Regions from separate parts of the Sus scrofa genome. Here region 1 is linked to region 2. A link is a contact called in public Hi-C data. All regions are on one chromosome and are shown on one strand. The core of a region is the stretch at or near the end of the contact, and the rest is flanking DNA. Distances in the headings are between cores, read along the strand shown.

What was found. A called contact is a pair of places that touch in the nucleus more often than the background predicts.
Region 1: a Hi-C map of omental adipose tissue shows a contact between it and region 2, with 1.8 times the contacts expected there. The contact joins the enhancer-like site here to the promoter of THBD in region 2. A contact is called at or near these places in 3 of 5 promoter capture datasets (fetal liver and liver), 20 of 47 Hi-C or Micro-C datasets (alveolar macrophages, blood, brain and 12 more) and 2 of 2 datasets of contacts at active chromatin or transcription factors (alveolar macrophages and skeletal muscle).

What each region holds. Positions count from the first base shown.
Region 1 is chr17:30,289,393-30,292,212 of Sscrofa11.1, forward strand. No RefSeq gene overlaps it. Among named protein-coding and RNA genes, the nearest start is that of NXT1, 48 kb to the right of the region's middle. Within about 2 kb of position 1,344, at least 13 of the 83 cell types and tissues checked have an H3K27ac peak or open chromatin away from gene starts, as enhancers often do. A contact at or near this core is called in fetal liver and omental adipose tissue, where this site is marked.
Region 2 is chr17:30,222,187-30,224,886 of Sscrofa11.1, forward strand. It overlaps THBD (thrombomodulin), which reads right to left and starts at 1,313. Exons shown (of 1, transcript NM_001130732.1): 1 at 1-1,313. The coding sequence starts at 1,219.

The DNA.
Region 1 (2,820 bases), core at 94-2,593, 67 kb after region 2:
CAGGCCTGGGCATTGGGACCTTCCCGTGTCTCTGCTCTGAAATTCACGTGGGAGGCAGGGCCACCCCTGCCTTCTGCCGCTTCCCCTGGCAGGTAGGGGAGGACAGAAGATGATCCGGGAGATGCAGAAGCTCAAGGCTCCAGACTCCCTGGGCTGTGAGCAGGGAGCTACCACCAACCCGTCCCCCAACCTGGCTTTCACAGTCGGGGACTTACCCTCTGTTCAGATGACAGGGATCCGACAGTAGGTGACACAGGGGCAAACCCCTACGATGGTGCGTTTGGACCTTCTTAAGCAATGTGAGCACGAGGCCCCGAGGACATCCTCCCGCAATGCCCAGGACAAGATGGAGGCGCCCCCGTCTCTCTTCGGCAGCCATTTCCCCTAATAAAATCAGTGCTCCGAGTCTGAATGAGGCATCTGTTTGACCTCCACTGGGCTGAGGCGCGACAGGAGCCCCATAAACAGGCCCCAGACGTCCTTACACCCTCCAGCGTGGGGCTCAGGGCCAGGGCAGAGAAACAGAGCACCAGACGTGCCATCACAGTGAAAACTAAGAGAAGGAGCTTTCTGGAGGGGGCCTGGCTGCACTGGGATTGAGGGGGAGCGGAAGAAAAGTCAATATAGGCTGAGAAGGGCGGAAGCGAGGCCAGGCCGTCCTGCTGAGGGGACAACTGGCACAGAGGTGTTACCCTGGCGGGAGGAGGGTTTAACTTTCTGGAGGCATTTATCCTCCTGGAGGAGGGGGTCTCAGGGAGCAGCCCTCAGCCCCTGGAGCAGGTAGGATCCCACTTTTCCTCTTTTGCAGCACCATTTCGGCCTTCCTCATTCCTCAGGTTTGTCATTGGGGTAATGGATACAGTTGCATGTTGACCGTCCATCTCCCCCTCCAGGCAGCGCAGCCTTAACGTTTCGGATCAGCCAGTGCCCGGTAATGAGGCCAGGGGCAGGTCAGACCATTCTCCACGGCGCCTGTCAACCTAGACGTGACACACGTGGGCGGAAGCCTCCCCACCCACCCCACCCCCGCGGACACCGAGAGGAGGTCCAGTCCCCCCTTGATGCTCCCGGCCAACGTCCCAAGTAGACCCAAATTCCAGATGGGTCCTGGTCTGTTCCTGGGACAGAGGGCCTGGGCCAGAATGAATGGCAGAGGCAGGCAGCGGCAGGGGGAGCTCTGCTTGGGGCCCCCTTCGGGGAGGGATCCACTGCTGTGAATTCCCTGGGGGCCCCATGCAACCTGCCACCTCCTTCTCTGTGACTCCCAGGGCCCAGGAGGGTGAAGACAGAGCAGCAAAGGCCCTGGGAGGCTGCTCGGGGCCTGAATCCCAGAGGCAGGGGACCGTGCCCTCTGCTGGCCGGGCCTTGCTGAGCAGGGTAACCGCGCGGGAGTGTGGAGCTTTCTGTAGGAGCCTCAGAAAGGCGGAGGAGGAGGTGGCTGGGCTCTCGGGCAGGCACCCCCTGCGCAGGGCCAGGGCGGGGTGGCTGGACAGCCGGCCACACGTGGGCTCACAGCTCACATCCCTTGTCTTTTCAGTCTGGAATCGCCTCACTCACAAGCCTCAAAGGAGAAGTGACATTGATCCTTTATGACCAAACCACTGACCCTTTCCCAAAATAGCGTGACCCAGCCAGTCTGACCCTCCATATAGACGGCAGTTTCCCAAGTCTATCCAGCCTTCAAGGATCAAGGCTGAGCCCAGAGTGGACGCTCAAAAGAAGACGCAAACCTGGCTCCAAAGAGGCTCCAGAAGCTCAGTGATTGCCCCCAGCCCCCGAGGACAGCTATGCAGGGAAGGCAGTGACCCTGCCCAGGGCCCCAGGCCCCCGTTCAAGTTCACGGGGAGCTGAAAGCTGTCTCTGTCAGAAAGAGCCCCGGGGCAGCAGGAGGTGTCCTGCCCAGCATGGGGACAGACAGACCTGCAGGGGTGGTTCAGGTGGGGAGGCCAGTCAGTGAGCATCTTCTGATCTGACGGAACATAAGAATCTGCCGTTTGTCACCTGGGGTGCTGGGGTGCAGAGCAGACAGCCCTCATGCGGCGGGGGAGGGGGAGGGAAGAGCCGGGAAGGCAGATCCGCACCTGCAGACCCCTGGGAGCCTCAGAGATGACACCTGTGTCACATTTATGTTTCAGCAGTCTTGGCAACACTCTGGGGCTCCGAGGACAAAGACGTGAAAACTTCTCATCAGATATACTTTGCTGTACGCCTGAAATTAACGCAACTCTGTAAGTCAACTACATTCCAAGAGAACAAAACAAAACCAAAAAAACTCATCAGAGCCAGCCTGCAGGGCCCTCCCACTCAAGGATGGGGCTACGTTATCTGGCCTTCAGGGGCCTGGTGCTACAGCTCTGTCACACCATTGACATTGACACCCAAGGTCGGGACCGGCAGCTGCCAGCCTGTGCACCACGACAGGCCGACAAGCAACACTAAGCCGCGCACTTGAACAAGACGGCTGAGGAAGAGGCTGGCGTCCAGGCGCCTGCTGTTTCCTGAAGACCCACAAGTCTGTGTTTAATATGTTGGAGAACAATGTCTGGAAATTGCACTTGACTTGCTCAAAGGTACTTACACTTTTAAACTTCACAGTGTGGAAAATTTTGTTCATCTACCTCAGATGCTGGGCCGGGGGCTGTGGCTGTTTCATCTCTGGACGCACAGACAGCTTTGAGAATCGGAGGCCACGTTTGCCCAGGGACTAAGGGCTGGGGCCAAGGTGGGTGCCAGGGTGGAGACACGGAGACAAAGTCCCTGCGCTGGAGGGCCTGTGCCCTGGGGGGACACAGATATCACACCAGCAGCTCACCAGGAAGA
Region 2 (2,700 bases), core at 63-2,562:
ACATCTGGCACCTGTGCGGGGCGTGGGGGACGGGCGCGAAGCCCTCCGCGCAGACGCAGCGGTAGCCAGTACGGCCCACCACCTGGCACTCGTACTCGCAGTCCGTGCCGAAGCATGGGTCCACGGGCTCTACGCACTCGCCGTCCACGAGCTCGTAGTTGGGCAAGCAGTGGCACTGGAACCCGCCCTGTGTGTTGACACAGCTCTGCGGGCACGGACTGGGCACCTCTGCGCAGTCGTCCACGTCCTCGCACCGATGCCCATCGGCAGCCAGCCGGTAGCCCGCCTCGCAAAAGCATGTGTAGTTGGTGGGCGCGTCCAAGGGGTCGTGGAAGCAGATATGCTCGCAGAGTCGGTGGCACGGGTGCTCCGCCGGCGCCTCGCAAGAACGCCCATCCTCCTGCAGGGCGGCGTCGGCGGGGCAGAGGCAGCGCGACTCCCCCGCGCTCCCGTTGCACGCGTGCTGGCAGCCGCCGTTCTCAACGCCGCAGGCCCAGGCACCCGGCGCCTCCCGGACCCAGCGCGCCTGGGCCTCCCCGGGCCACACCGCGCACTCCAGCTCCACCCCAAGGGGCGTCACCGCGACCGAGCTGCCCACCGGCAGCGCCTGGAAGTCCGCGCCACGGGCCCCGAACGGAGTGCTGTAGGTGATGGAGAAGCTGGCTGCCTCCGCGGCGTCGGACTTCACAGCCAGCGGCTGGCAGGAGGCGGGGAAGTGGAACTCGCAGAGGAAGCCGTCTGCCTCCGCTTCGCACTGCTGCTCCTCCCAGGCTGGCTCTCCCGGTACAGGGGCCCCTGCCGCCGAGACCGCGACGCACAGCGTACCGCAGATGGGCTCCTCGTCGCCCTGTGGCCGCGCCCACATGCTGTAGCTGGTGTGGTTGTCCCCTGTAACCCACTGGAAGCCGCGCAAGGCTCCGCGGTGCCGCGGCTCGACGCAATCGCGCGGGAGCTGCAGGCCTATCCAGAGGCGCGGGCCATCGCCTTCGCCGCTCAGTAGCAGGGAGATGACCTCTGCTGCCACCGAGGAGCGCACGGTCATCAAGTGGCCCTGTAGATGCTCGCAAGCCTGGCTGGCAGCGAGGAAGGTCGCGGGGCCCCGGAAGAGCGCAAAGCAGTCATGCTCGACGCACTGGCTGCCTAGGGGCTGCGCTTCAGGGAGCACGGGGAACCCGAGGCCGGCGGGGGCCAGTACTCCAAGGAGCAGAACGCGGAGCATGGTGTCAGCACGCCAAGCGCAGGGGCCCGGCCGGGGCTGAGAGGCGCAGGGAGCTGCCAGTGACAGTCGCTCGCGTTGGTCTCGGACCAGATGTGTCCGGCCGCCGCGCGCAGCCCCAGCGAGGCAGCCTCTGACAGGCCGGCGGGTCCGGCCCGAGTTTATAAGTGCGCGGCCCCCCTCCCTGGACGTTCGGGAAAAGGAAGGAAGTGCCTGGTGGGAAGGGCTGATGCTGCATTCTCGGATTACTGGGTTCTCCGGACGCCCTGCGCCCGCCCTCGCGCCCGGGATCACCTCTCCGGGATGAGTAAACTGGGCGCCGGCTGGGAGGGCTCCGGGCGGGGCCGGCAGCGCAGGCGCCCGGGAGAACCGCACCTCTGTCTGCCCGGCGACGGGACCGCCCGGCCACTCGACCCCCTCGCGCGCAGCCCTACCGGGGCCGTAATCCTCAGCCCTCTTTAACCTCTTAGTCTTTGTTTTCCGTCATCGGTGTGTACTTACCACCTATTTCAAGGAACTCTGGGAAGAGGGAGTCAAGGAGGAAGGCTTGAGATGAAGGGTGGGGACTTAGCCCAGGGCCTCGGGAGGAGGTGCCCGCTGCTCAGAGGGTTTAGGAGAAGGGCTGCTAGGGGCAAGGAGAGAGGGGCAAGGAGAGAGAGCCAGACCGCCTCCGCCGGGGCACGGAGCTCTGGAGACTGGCGCTTGGAAAGGAGGGCGTGTCTGGGGCGACCACGAGCAAAGGAGGATCCTCCCACCCCCAGGTGGGACCCGGGAGTCCCTGAGCGCGACCTGCCACAACCAGACTTCATCTGGTGGGCAAGTCATGGGGATGCTCTCAGGGCTGCAAGGTCACCCTTCAGCAGTGGTGACATGCGAATTTCTGCAGCCCGGTAGGGGTGGGCGTATTTGGGGAGCAAGTTGGCCTGTTTGGTCTGAGTTCATCCAGCCTTGCAGAGGGACAGTCCATCTCCACCCCTGAAGGGACGGATGGGGTGCCCTGGCGAGGCGAGGGGCTCCAAGCAGGTCACATTCCCATCTTTTAAGGGGGAGAAACCAGATTGAGACAGGAATGTGCAAATGCACTTGTGCAGCAAAGGACACCGAAGAGGGGCGGTCCCTGTGCATGAGCGCTGGAAGGAGGTGGCAGGAATCTGTCACTTTCACAGCCTTATCCGCTTACTCAGGCTCCAGGAATGCGAAAGGGTGGGCCCAAAACCGAACGGAGTGTGGCAACCTTTTTTTTTTTTTAACACCCTGTGCCATCCTCTGCTCAGCGACATGCCGGGTGGCGGCGCTGTTGAACTCTTAACGAAGCCAAAGATGTGGGAGATCTCCAGCCTTGTTGGGCTGAAAGGGTTAGGGGTGCGGGGAGGAGGAGGCCTCTGAGGGCAGGACACGCAGATCCCCCATCTTACCCTGGGGTCGGGCCCCCACTTCCAACAGAGCCCAGACCTGGAGAAACAGGAGAGCGTGGCGGCCTCACA